Linked DNA regions of Mus musculus: all the other regions are linked to region 1. A link is a contact called in public HiChIP or PLAC-seq data. All regions are on one chromosome and are shown on one strand. The core of a region is the stretch at or near the end of the contact, and the rest is flanking DNA. Distances in the headings are between cores, read along the strand shown.

Region 1 (3,213 bases), core at 369-2,868:
AAATAAGATCAGGAGAGTTGAAACCGTTTTCTAGCCTGAAGACCTGAATTCTATTCCCAGGACTCACATGGTAGACAGGAAGGACAAAGTCCCACATGCTGCCCTGTGACTTCTACACATGCACAGTGGCACCCAAGGAGTGGCACACATCTTACACCCCCACATACACTAACACACAATGGAAATAAACATATAGCAGAAGAAAAAAAGGCCAATACAAAAAGCCTTTCATTTCCAAAGCATTTGAGGGAAAGCTGGCTATCTGACAATTGGTTGCTGCCCCAGGATTGCAGTATGTATTTCCTCTCTCTTCTCTCTCTCTCTCTCTCTCTCTCTCTCTCTCTCTCTCTCTCTCTCTCTCTCTCTCTCTCTCCCTCTCTCTCCTCTCTCTCTCTCTCTCTCTCTCTCTCTCTCTCTCCCTCTCTCTCTCTCTCCCTCTCTCCTTCTCTCCTCTCTCTCTCTCTCCCTCTCTCCTTCTCTCCCTCCCTCCCTCTCTCTCTCCCTCTCTCCTCTCCCTCCCTCTCTCTCCCTCTCTCCTTCTCTCCCTCCCTCCCTCTCTCTCTCTCTCTCCCTCTCTCCTTCTCTCCCTCCCTCCCTCCCTCCCTCCCTCTCTCTCTCCCTCTCTCCTTCTCTCTCTCTCTCCCTCTCTCCTTCTCTCCCTCCCTCCCTCTCTCTCTCTCCCTCTCTCCTTCTCTCTCTCTCTCTCTCTCTCTCTCTCTCTCTCTTTCTGTGACTGAACAAGACATTTATTTGGTTTAACATTTTCAGAGGGATTAGGTCCATCGTGGCTGATAGCTGTAGTAGAAAATAGCAGGTATGGTGGCAGAAACTGGAACAATATCTTCCTCTTTTTTCCCTTTATTTTTTCACTCTACATCCTGCTTACTGCCCCCTACTGTCACTCTCTTCCTCCATCTCTCCTACCTTCCTTCTCTGAGTGAGTGGGGGTCCCCTTGGGTGTCACTCCCACCCCCACCCCCAGCAAAGCTAGGTGCTTTCTCTCCCACTAAGTCCAGACAAGGCAGTCCAGCTAGAAGAATGTATCCCACATAGAGGCAACAGCTTTTAGAATAGCCCACATTCTAGTTGATTGGGACCCACATGAAGACCAAGCTGCTACATACATGCAGGGAGGCATAGGTCTAGCCCGTGTATGTTCTTTGGTTGGTGGTTCAGACTCTGAGAGCCCCACAGGTCCTGCTTAGTTGACTTTGTCAGTCTTGTGGAGTTCCTATAATGATTCACTGACCACAGTCCTTCCTCCTATTCTTCTATAAGAGTCCCCAAGCTCCATCCACTGTTTGGCTGTGAGTGTCTGTATCTGTCTGAGTCATCTGCTGGGTAGAGCTCTCAGAGGACAAAATGTTCCTGTCTGTAAACATAACATAGTATATTTAATACTGTTAGGGATTAGTGCTTCCTCATGGAATGGGACTCAAGTTGGGCCAGTTATTGGCTGGCTATTTCCTCAGTGTCTGCTCCATCTCCCATGCCTGCATTTCTTGTAGGCAGAATAAATTTTGGGCTGAAAGTTTTGTGGCTTTGTTGGTGTCTCTGTAGTGCCACTGGGGTTCCTGCCTGGCTACAGGAGGTGGCCTCTTCAGGTTCCACTTCCCCAGTGTAGTGAGTCACAGCTAAGGTCGCCCCCATTGATTCTTAGGCACCCCCCTTATCTCAGGTCTCTGTCTTGTCCTAGAGATGTTCCCCATCTCCTTATCCCTGTCAGTTGCACATTTCCATTCATTTTCATGGCCATCTAGTCATCTCTCCTGTCTTTCCCCATGCCTGATCCTGAATCTCCCAATCTCCTGCCTACCCCTCCTTCCTCACAGTTTCCTTCCTCTGTCTCTTATGACTATTTTACTCTCCCTTCTAAGTGAGATGCAAGCTTCCTCACTTGAACCTTCCTTCTTGTTTAGCTTCTTTGGGTCTACGTAGTGTAACATGGTATATATATATTTTATGGCTAATATCCACTTGTAAGTGATTTAAAAATGGGGTAGAGAACTAAACAGAGAATTCTCAACAGAAGAATTTCAAATGGCTGAGAAGCACATAAAGAAATGTTTAAGTTCTTAGTCACTGGGAAATGTAAAATCAGAACAACTCTGCAATTTCATCTTACACACCCACCAGAATGGCTAAGATTAAAAAAATAATAATAATCAAGAGATGACACATGCAGGCAAGGATGTGGAACAAGGGGAATACTTCATTGTTGGTGGGAATGCAAGTTTGCACAACCACTTTGGAAATCAGTTTGGCGGTTTCTCAGAAAACGGAATAGTTCTACCTCAAGACCCAGATATACCACTCCAGGGCATATACCCAAAAGATGCTCCACCATCCCACAAGGACACTTGCTCAACTATGTTCATAGCAGCTTTATTCTTAATAACCAGAAACTGGAAACAACCTAGATGTCCCTCAACTGAAGAATGGGTAAAGAAAATGTGGTACAGCTACACAATGGAATACTACTATTCAGCTATTAAAACCAAAGACATCATGAATTTTGCAGAAAAATAGATAGAACTGGGGAATATCACCACGAGTAAGATAACCCAGTCCTAGAAGGACACACATGGTATGTATTTCTTAAGAAGAGTGTCTCCTTCATTACCACGCTCCGAGTACCAGTAGCATAAATTACCATCTATACTGCTGTCCTCATGACCAGACCCCTTGCTAACCTTTATAGACAACTAGTTAGCTCAGAATTCTATGCTACACTTAGTTCTCACACATTTTTTATTTCCTTTAATCTTGAATTGTTGCTTAAACTTCGTTTTGGCTTTCTTGACCTTGCTATTTTAAAGATTGAGGGATGTTTGTTTTGTAGAATGCCCTATGTCTGGTTTTGTTTGACCTTTCTGGTGATGCAGGCTATGTGACCTCACCAAAGATGTTGCCCCAGTTCTAGATTCAGACAGTTCTCTAAATTGTCCTCATTCTTTTTGAGGAAGACAGTGTTCCTGAGTGCAGATTTGGATGATGGGCATGCTCATTAGTATTAGTCTATGATTCTCTTCTCCTTGACCAGACTTTGAGACCCTGGTCTTGGTAGATTTTCAGGCTCTGTGATGAATGCCTACTTCTTTTTGTTTTATTGGATATTTTATTTATTTACATTCCAAATGTTATTTCCTCCCCTGGTTTTCCCTACGGAAACCCCCTATTTAATCCTCCCTCCCTCTACTTCTATGAGGGTGC
Region 2 (3,213 bases), core at 479-2,978, 420 kb before region 1:
TTTGTGGCTGGGGTTTGGAGCTTGTGACTTCTCATCCTCAACCTGGCTGTGAAGCCTCTCACCAACTCAAAGCTTAATGGCTCCTCTAATTCTGTCTTACTCGTCAGTGTGAAGGCATGATCATCATTAGGAATCTTTAAAGTACGGACTGGGGAGATGGCTCAGCAGGAAAGCACAGGACCTGGGTATGGGTCCCCAGCAGGAACATAAAAATCCGGGAACATAAAATACAGCACATTGTAATCCCAGCGTTGAGGAAGCTGAGATAGGAGGATCAATTTAGCATCTGCTAAACTGCCCAGATGCACACCCACACATAAATGAAGTAAAACATACTTTCAAACAAGGCCTTCCCAGTATCTTTAATGTCAGAGACACTTTGTATTCTAAGATAACTTAAGACCCAACAGGTCAGAAGGAAAAAAACGGTAGGCAGTTAGATTGATTTCTCACCCTATGGGAAATGCATAAGGCTGGAACCAAGCCTTTTCTCCTCTTAGCAGCAAATAGTAGTTTGTAGCCAGGCAGTGGTGGCACCCGCCTTTAATCCCAGCACTTGAGAGCCAAAGGCTAGTAGATCTCTGAGTTAGAGGTAAGTTTGCTCTACAGAGACAGTTTCAGAACAGCTAGGGAGGGCTACAGATACAATTTGCAAAACTCATGAAGCTCAAGAAGATGGAAGACCAAAGTGTGGATACTTTGTTCCTTCTTAGAAGGGGGAACAAAATACCCATGGAAGGAGTTACAGAGACAAAGTTCGGAGCTGAGAGGGCAGGAAGGACCATACAGAGACTGCCCCACCCTGGAATCCACCCCATTATACAACTACCAAACCCAGATACTATTGCAGATGCCAACAAGATTTTGCTGACAGGACCCTGATATAGTTGTTTCCTGTGAGGCTATGCCAGTGCCTGGCAAATACTGAAGTGGATGCTCACAGTCATCTATTGGATGGAACACAGGGTCCCCAATGAGGAGCTAGAGAAAGTACCCAAGGAGCTGAAGGGCTTTGCAGCCCTATAAAAGGAACAACAATATGAACTAACCAGTACCCTCAGAGCTTGTGTCTCTAGCTGTATCTGTAGCAAAGGATGGCCTAGTTGGCCATCAATGGGAGGAGAGACCCTTGGTCTGGCAAGGATCATATGCCCCAGTATAGGGGAATGCCAGGGTCAGGAAGTGGGAGTGGGTGGCTTGGGGGAGCAGTGGGGAGTGGGAGGGGGGGAAGGAGGGTATAGGGGATTTTGGGAGAGGAAACTAGGAAAGGGGATTTCATCTGAAATGTAATGAAGAAAACATTTAATTAAAAAAGAAAGAGAGAAAGGAAGGAAGGAAGGAAGAAAGAAAGAAAGAAAGAAAGAAAGAAAGAAAGAAAGAAAGTGTCTCCTTGGCCAGCTGAAGGAGGAGAAAGGTTTCAGAAAATGCCAGGTAGAAGATGCCAGAGGAGCCTATCTGCCTGTGTGGGGGTCTCTCCCATGTTAACAGCACCTTCTAGAGTTCTGGGAAATGAGGCCGAGAGGCTCCAAGTGGTGACCTTGGGTGGGTGACAGTGCTCAGGCAGCTGCTGAGCTTGATTGAAGGAGCTGTTAGTTTCCAGTCGCCTCTTGGAGAGCATCCATCTTCATCCCCACCCCTGACTCCAAAAGGGCAAAGCCTGCTGAGAGCTCCGAGGCTCAGGACTCAGGTTGTTCGAGTCATTTGCTGCAATGTTGATCCTGTCCTCTCTGTGTACTTTGCCAGCTTGAAACGAAACAGCGCTGCTATGGAAACCGCAAACACCAGGCAATCCTGGCCCCTGCACTTGGCAGCCCAGCCAGGGAGAGATAATGGCTTCTGTTGTTATCTATTGGACGCTGATGCTCAGCCGGTTTTACCCTCAGGGCCCTGACTAGGGATGGGCTGACACTGTACCATAAGTGCTCTCTTGTCTGTTCCCTAGGCTCCTGATGCAGGCTAAGATAACCAGTGCAGCCAGGGTACCCTTCATTATCCCGGTGACAGCCCCGTGTTTTACACTTCCCTGCCGTCTGTGGTCCCTCATCTCAGGTTACTCTGAAGGCTTAAAACCATCCTCTGAACTGCTTGGCAGGCCTACATCCTGTTTTCCAGAACTAATGGACACAGTTTCGGATCACGTGCTTCATTTGTGGGTTGGGAAAGGCAGCAACGCCCCCTAGCGGAGCATTTTGTCGTGCTCAGAGCAGGTGGCTGGGCAACTTGGTCCTTGGAATGAATATGAATGACAGCCATCTGAAAACACATTTAGTGTGAAAAAGCAAAAGACTATTAAAACCTGTTTGTTGGCTGCAACATTTAATAAGAGGTCAGTTTGCTATATGCAACGTCAACAATGATGACGGGAGGAAGTAAAGTCGTAGGTTGGGTAGTCAGAGGCCTTTCACCTCCCCCTGAGCTGCCAGGTTAAATCAAACATGACCTAGCAGGCAGGAGGCGTGGGCAAACACAGCTGTGTTTAGAATGCGCTGATGTCTTGGTCTGTTTTTCCAATATTTGTGCTTTGGAAAGAGCTTTCTGCTTGAAATGAGCTTCTCCTGCGTTTGGAACTTCTACGCATGGGAGGAGAAAACCATGCCACCTCTGTTTCCCAGATATCTCAGGGTCTTTCTCGCCCTCCTGAAACAGGCTATTTTTCTCAGTAACGTCCATTTTCTGCGGTTTGAAACTGCTCTTTTCTGGAAGAGATAATCGTGGGGAAAAAAAAATCTTCTAACCCATTTGCTTGCAAATGGCAAGAAATGTTTGATATTCTTGAAGTTCTTGCCACATAAAGCAGGGTGATTTTCAAATTCTATTTGATCCTTCTGAAAGCTAGCTAGCCTTGTTCTCTGAAAAATTGTAGCACAGGCACAGAAAAATGCCTCTAATTTCTGCCTATTACTTCTTCTTCTTTTTCTTTTTTTGTCTTTTTCTGTAGGATGTTGCTCTCAAGGATATGTGGAAGAGAGACGTGAGTCAGGCCTTTGCCATTAATGGTTGTCCCTTGCCCCAGAGGGAAAGCCAGCAATGTGGTATCGTGCTATGAAGATAGTGGGATAGATACTTACATGTGGTGAATGAAAAGCTCCGGGAAGGTCTTGGCATAACCGAGTTAGTCAAGTTATGAGTCATTAGTCAATGGCTCAGTTTCATATGTCAGGCCTCGGATGGTCTTCCTTTTATTTGACAACTGGAACATTTGGCAAACATCCT
Region 3 (3,213 bases), core at 328-2,827, 350 kb after region 1:
TCACATAAAAGCATTGCTATTTTTTTGCTCTTTTTGATCATTCATGATTTTTTAAAAATTTCTTTTGGTGAATGCCAAATTTATGTATTGAAATATTAAATAGAGAGTTGAAACATGAACCACGTAGAAGGTTCCAGAGCATGGGAGAGTAGGTGGGTGGATTTTTTGTTTTTGTTTTTTATGTTTGTTTGTTTTTTAAATGACTGAATTGTTTGCCATCATGTCCAGCTATACAACTCAAACAGAAGAGCGCATCCCTCGAGGACACTGAGTTCTAGGTCCTTGTAGCAGAGATAGCAGACTTGATTCATAACAGTCTTGGAAGACTTTGTTCATGTTATGAAACAACCTTGGACCATCCTAAATTCAAGTGATCAGGGCACTACTCTGGTTATCTGAGAATCAAAACTTCCTTAACTTTGATGTTTCTTTGACCTGCTAAAGCGTCAAGCGAGGTTTACTCACTCTGATTTTACAGCAATAGCTCCTGGTTAAATTGAACTCCTGGAAACTCTCCCTGGAGCTTAAGCACAACATACTTAAGAGCTTCTCCACGTGTGGTGGGTGACAGTCGGTTCGAAGTCACAGACACAGGCATGTGATGTAACAGTTATATAAAACATATGTATCTATGGACCTTGAAGTTGACATAAAATTTATCACTAAGCACCAGATATCATTGGCACAAATGTTGCTCTGGGAGTTCGAAGCACCAAGAGGGCTGGGTTTGGCTTCCAGCTCTCCACGCACTGCTTCTGTGACCTTGTTCCATGTCACTGAACTCTGTGAGCCTTGGCTTCTCTGCCCAGAAGAATATAGAAGTTAACTCTTACAGTTGTGAATTTTATTTATTTTTATGTATCATTCCACATAGATCTGAAATGCCACACTTCCACTTCAATATCAATGGTCTTTGTTGGGCGGGGGCGGGTGGGGGGGACTGGAGGCTATACAGATTTCTAAAAGAGGAAATCTCTACCCATCACCTTTGAAAAGTGAGCCATCACCCATAACAACCAGAAATGGAAAGGAGCTCCCAAGCAGTCATTTCAGAGTTCCAGGTCAGTAGCCTCAAAGAATGAAACATTCTCCTGGGTGTGTGGGCCTGGCTAGAGATGCCAATTTAAATTAAGCAGTGGGGAGACTAAGATGATTTTGACGACAATTTTCAACTAATAAAAATATCAGGTACACATACTTATTGCCCGTTGATCGGAAAAAAGCAGACGAGATGGTGGAAGGCTCTTGAGGATGAAGGAACTCTTCTCAGTAGACTTGTGTTTTGTTCATCATTGACATGTTCGAATACCCGAGAGAGCGGAGGGCTTACGGATGCGCGCTGTTCAAACTTACCACAACGCTGAAGCTGCTGTTTAGGACTGATGGCCAACTCTCAGTAATTTAGAAGCTTTGATATACCCACGGCCTCTCCTCTCTTTCCTCTAATCAATTTCGTTTCCTGTGCTGCTGGCCTTCCTCTTGGGTTTCTAACCACGCTTATCTGCCCTCTGCATCTAAAGCCTCCAGGAAGATCGCTCTGATGTGGCCTAATAGCTTTTATCGGCTCACCCGGAGGTTCTTGTGCTTTGATACTTGTAACCAGGACTTAACCACACGGTGCCCAGCCCCGATCAGGTCAGCTGCTCGCCTTTGTGAAGGATGTTATTTATGCCAAGGCAACCACAAAAATCTGCCCCACCCCCACCCCTTCCCACAAAGTGGAAAGGAACCTGAGGACAGTCAGCAATGCTAGTGACTCTGGAGCCACAGTGTCTCCAGTTCCTGTGGCTTTGTTTGAACTAATTAGAGAGAATCACGGTATAGTGTGCTCCGGATCACAACCTTTCTCTTTTTGTACTCTTATTTCAGGTGCTGCGATTACCCCCCCCCCCCCCAGAGAGCTATCAAAGCACTTTTCTTAATAACTCATTACAACTTATTTGACAAGCACACTGATGCTTCTCCCTTTTATATACAGACACATCTGGAGAAATTCATCAAGTGAACATTTTCCTTTTAAACAACAACAACAACAACAATAATAATAAATGATGAGACCATTCTCCTGGCATTACCAATTGGGCTCTACAGAAACGTGCTAAAAAAAATAAAATCTCTGAATTTTTTTCCCTCCATTTCCAGCAAACCTGTGAGAAATGTACTCTTGATAAAACCTTTTCAGCTAGCTTACTTAATATTCTACGGTTTAATTTTCACAAACATTAGTAGAGCTCAGGAAGCCGTATATGCTTCAGGATTAAAATGCCTTGATTTCAAGTTAGGTCATGCACACATCCAAATCCCGCTTCTACTTTCCAGCATGGGTATCCTTGGACAGGTGCTTAAACCCCAAAGACTTCATTCCTTCATAAATAAAACAGCGCTTATATTTCCAGCTCACAGGATTTTCCAAGGATAAAGTGAGGCAGATATGTAAAATGCTTAACAGAACATTGTGTGTGTGTGTGTGGGGGGGGGGGGGGGCGGGGCGGTGGTGGTGGGCGGAGCAGCCCAATGGCTGGACCAGCTGTTGCTTTGTTTGGTAGTGGCACAGTGAGAAAGCAGGGCTAACCTAGAAGGCTACGTTGGCTAAGCCTGCCCTCTGCTAAGATACTGAAAGCCCCATTGAGGCCCACTCAACCCAAGAAAGGCATGGAGGCTGGCTTCAAGGGCTAGGGGGAGGAGGCTCAGTTCTATGCTGGAGGACCATACTCTCAAGTTTCACATGCATTTCTCTGTTATTTTTTTCAGAATTATATAGTGTGATCTTACTTTTATTATTATTTTTTTTTCTTGCTCAAGTTAGTCATCACACTGTGCTGAGCAAGGCCAATTCAGCTTTTATTAATAGAACCTTGACATACCTTAGTCAACCGTGTGCTTGAAAGAAATGGAGGGTCTGTTTTACCCTTTCTCTGTGTATCCATCTTTCTTTACAGAAAGTGCGTACTCTCCAGGTGGGGCTACTATGCAGGCGGAAAGATCCCAAGTTCAAAATAATTCAGTGAACTGGCTAAGAATGGGCAAGCCTCAGTCTTCCTTCTTACCCCTCTGCTTTGTCATGCGTCCCAGAGACATAGAATTCATCTTTAATTGTTCCACTGCCTTGTATTTCATTGTCTTGGTGACTTTTTTTTTCTTTTGATTTAAATTTAGCACATATCAATTACGGCTAGCAAGGTCTGTTCTAGTGCTCACAGGGAAATTCCACAG
Region 4 (3,213 bases), core at 239-2,738, 290 kb after region 1:
CCTTGCTTCCACGGAGATTTTCTGTTGGTTGTTTTTATTCCGAGATTCAAAAGCATATTTAATCATGGGTCTGAACACAGCTTCAGGATAATGATGGCATTGGGATTCTTCTCATTAAATTCAAACCACAGGGACCTGGTGCCGAGACTGATAGCTGAGATGCTTTATTTTCTTTTGGTAATTTTTTATTTTTATTTTTATTTTACACATAAGACACTTGATTAGAAGCAAAACGTTTCAAGTTTGTGTTTAATTTTTTAAAAAAAAAGAAATTTTTTCAATGTAAATATTTTAACCCCACTTTGAAGTTTTAATGTACTTTTATATGTTTAAATTTCTTTTTAACTGACAAAGATGAAAGCTGTGTATGTGAATAGGGTGTAAAGTTTCAGCACATGTGCCCATTGTAGAATGCTCAGAGTAAACACTTCTATCTCCTTAAGATGTCATTATTTCTTTATGTAAAAAACACATTCTTTTAGCTTTCTGAAATGGACTTGTACACTCTGTTACAGTCACCGAAAATTTCCGGCTTTGAGCTAACTAAAAGTTAGTACCTGTTGATTGTAATACATTTCAAATTATAATCAGAATAGCTTATAGATCCAAAAAATATGCCCTGTCATCTCCTTCCTTTCTCCAACTATTATAATGGGACTCCCTTCTCAAGCTCTTGCTCTGTGCGTGTCTTCATGCAATTATAAGTATTGCCTAAGATTCAAAGAGGAGTCTTTTTAATTCGATGGAGCAACATGCAAATGAAGACCGAGTCCTTCTACCTAGTTCAGGAAATCACGCTGTGCTGACAAGAATCAGAAAAAGACTGTTTTCTGCAGTCACTATGATCTTTCAACTTCTCAAACTTAGGTGGTGATCTTAAACACCCTTGTATTACAGGTCTTAAGAAATAATTGTGTCTGTTCATGCGGAGCTGTATGTAGCCACGGCTCTCGTGTGCAGAAACTTTCTGACTTTGTAAATATTAGATTTGACAGTGTTGCTAGGAAACACCCGGGGAAGTAAGGAGAATACAAATTATGAAGTATAAACTTTGCTGTTGCAAACAGAGCAGCCCTAAGGCACTTTCCATTGTCAAAACAGCTGTGAATACAACATTTTTTATGCGCGCCTTAAAGTTAAGAAGCAACTCCTTAAAACGAAGTAATTGTTTTCTGTTTCATTTTCCAACTTCTTTTCTCTCTCTGAGAGCGGAGCTGCTTAAAGTCACCGGGACAGTGTCTATTCCCTGGTTCCCTGTTTACTTCTTCTGGATTGGCTAAGCCCCTCTTTAAGAGTATGCTTTGTTCTGGGAAATGCTTTGGATCCATTGAGCAACCCACAGGCTACTGTTAAAAAAAAAAAAAAAAAAAAAGAGCTGAGTAATGTTGGCGCTTTCTCAAGCTGGAGTTTTCTCATGTGGCTGATGCAAACCTGGAGAATTTGCATCATCATGCAGCCCAGTAAGTTGGTGTGACAGGCGGTTGCTTAAATACGGAGCCTTCCACGAGGAAGCTGAGCTGGTGTGTAATGATAGGGCAGCAGCCGCGGCTGCAGCTAACTGACTGCCCCTGGAGCCGGTGCCACACAGGTGCTCCGAGGAGCAAGAGGAGTAATTATAGAGCCAGCGAAGGCTGAAACACACCTCTGAGTTCTCACCTGTGGACACAATAGTGTAGAGCCAGTCGGTGATAGCAAAGGGGAAGTCACGACCGAACAGTGATCAGTCACTTCTTAGAGAAACAAGTTAAAAGGGTTTGTTTTGTTTTGTTTTATTTTGTCTTGTTTTGTTTTTCCCCCTCTGTTTTCTTTTTCATCCCCCTCCTCTGGTGTGACACTGCCATGGTCAGAAAGCCAGTTGTGGCCACCATCTCCAAAGGAGGTTACCTGCAGGGCAATATGAGCGGGAGGCTGCCCTCCATGGGGGACCAAGAGCCACCTGGGCAGGAGAAGGTAGTTCTGAAAAAGAAGATCACTTTGCTGAGGGGGGTCTCCATCATCATCGGCACCGTCATCGGATCAGGCATCTTCATCTCCCCCAAGGGCATACTCCAGAACACGGGCAGCGTGGGCATGTCCCTGGTTTTCTGGTCTGCCTGTGGAGTACTGTCACTTTTTGGTGAGTGCGCTTCTTCTCTGGGGTGTGAGTGTGTGTAGCTGTGTGGCTCTCTGGGAGAGCGAAGGGTTATTTCTGAGGAGTAAATGAATGGGCAAATACTACAGGAAATATTTGGAATTTTTGTTGTTGTTGTTGTTCAGGTATGTGCACTACCCAAACACACTGTCCACTGTTGGCACAAGACTGAACCCTCTCAGATTCCTTCCTGCAGGCTATACTCTGCTTTCCTGCCTGAGACAGACTCTGGCAGCTTTTTTTTTTTTTTTTTCTGGTTTGCTGAGAGAAGGAAAAAAAAAAAAAAAAACAAAAAACAAAAAAACAAAAAACAAAAAAAACCTAACTTTGATGACCCAAAAAACCAAGCCTTCCTTCCGTGCAGAGGGCTTGGGTTTGTGAGTCTTGTTTAGAGCATAGTTCTGGCAGCTGGCTCGCTGGAAGAAACACCTGTGCGGTGCAGCCAGTGTGGCCTATTTACACGCGGAACTGAACGTTCGGAACACTGTCACGGGCCTTTTACTTGCTAAACAAATGGGTGGCATTCTCTGCCTTTTTTAATATTTTAAATTCGTAGGCTTGTCCGTTTCTAATACTATGCTTTCAGAAGTCCTTGGGAAGATATGTGTTTGATGTGTCTCCTCCGTCTCCATAAATGGGGCAAAGGTTTCAACTTTTTTCCCCTTGTTTTTTTTTTTTTTCTTTTTCCTTCTTACTGCCTTTAAGGACATTTCTCATAATTTCTCGTTATTTGTTTGCAAGCTTCACTTGGGTGTCAGTCTTCCCTCCTTGCCTGGATCTGTTTTCTTCATCTGTATTTTACTAGGTCTCTGGGGAAACAGATACTTTCTCTGCCCATTCAATGAAGTTCATCTAACCTGAACTGGTATTACTGTGCTTATTATTTTTTTCTCTTTAAAATGTACGTTTCTCTGATGGGATTGAGGGTTAATATTGCAAAGGAAATAATTGCTCCTTGATCAGGAGGGCAAATCAACATAAAACTCCTTTCAAGTTCATTGTAAAGGCCACAAGAACCTGGGAATGGCCAATTATTTTAAAATTTGACTTATATTACCAGGCAATACTTTGGTTCCAAAGTA

Evidence for each region. HiChIP or PLAC-seq counts read pairs in DNA pulled down with a chosen protein or histone mark.
Region 2: a contact with region 1 is called in a FOXA1 HiChIP or PLAC-seq map of pancreatic cancer cells. The contact joins two enhancer-like sites. A contact is called at or near these places in 1 of 484 Hi-C or Micro-C datasets (tail fibroblasts) and 1 of 115 datasets of contacts at active chromatin or transcription factors (pancreatic cancer cells).
Region 3: a contact with region 1 is called in an HNF4G HiChIP or PLAC-seq map of pancreatic cancer cells. The contact joins two enhancer-like sites. A contact is called at or near these places in 4 of 115 datasets of contacts at active chromatin or transcription factors (bone marrow-derived macrophages, embryonic hindbrain, neural progenitor cells and 1 more).
Region 4: a FOXA1 HiChIP or PLAC-seq map of pancreatic cancer cells shows a contact between it and region 1. The contact joins the promoter of Slc7a11 here to the enhancer-like site in region 1. A contact is called at or near these places in 1 of 484 Hi-C or Micro-C datasets (bone marrow-derived macrophages), 5 of 115 datasets of contacts at active chromatin or transcription factors (the SCID.adh cell line, acute myeloid leukemia, astrocytes and 2 more) and 1 of 9 other capture datasets (macrophages).

The regions. Positions count from the first base shown.
Region 1 is chr3:50,735,501-50,738,713 of GRCm38.p6, reverse strand. No RefSeq gene overlaps it. Among named protein-coding and RNA genes, the nearest start is that of Gm40043, 25 kb to the right of the region's middle. Within about 2 kb of position 1,618, at least 21 of the 459 cell types and tissues checked have an H3K27ac peak or open chromatin away from gene starts, as enhancers often do. A contact at or near this core is called in bone marrow-derived macrophages and pancreatic cancer cells, where this site is marked.
Region 2 is chr3:51,155,781-51,158,993 of GRCm38.p6, reverse strand. No RefSeq gene overlaps it. Among named protein-coding and RNA genes, the nearest start is that of Gm35891, 28 kb to the right of the region's middle. Within about 2 kb of position 1,728, at least 170 of the 459 cell types and tissues checked have an H3K27ac peak or open chromatin away from gene starts, as enhancers often do. A contact at or near this core is called in pancreatic cancer cells, where this site is marked.
Region 3 is chr3:50,386,860-50,390,072 of GRCm38.p6, reverse strand. The region is part of intron 6 of Slc7a11 (solute carrier family 7 (cationic amino acid transporter, y+ system), member 11); the gene reads left to right. Among named protein-coding and RNA genes, the nearest start is that of Slc7a11, 55 kb to the left of the region's middle. Within about 2 kb of position 1,577, at least 19 of the 459 cell types and tissues checked have an H3K27ac peak or open chromatin away from gene starts, as enhancers often do. A contact at or near this core is called in pancreatic cancer cells, where this site is marked.
Region 4 is chr3:50,441,888-50,445,100 of GRCm38.p6, reverse strand. Slc7a11 (solute carrier family 7 (cationic amino acid transporter, y+ system), member 11) reads left to right here and starts at 1,488. Exons shown (of 12, transcript NM_011990.2): 1 at 1,488-2,116. The coding sequence starts at 1,840.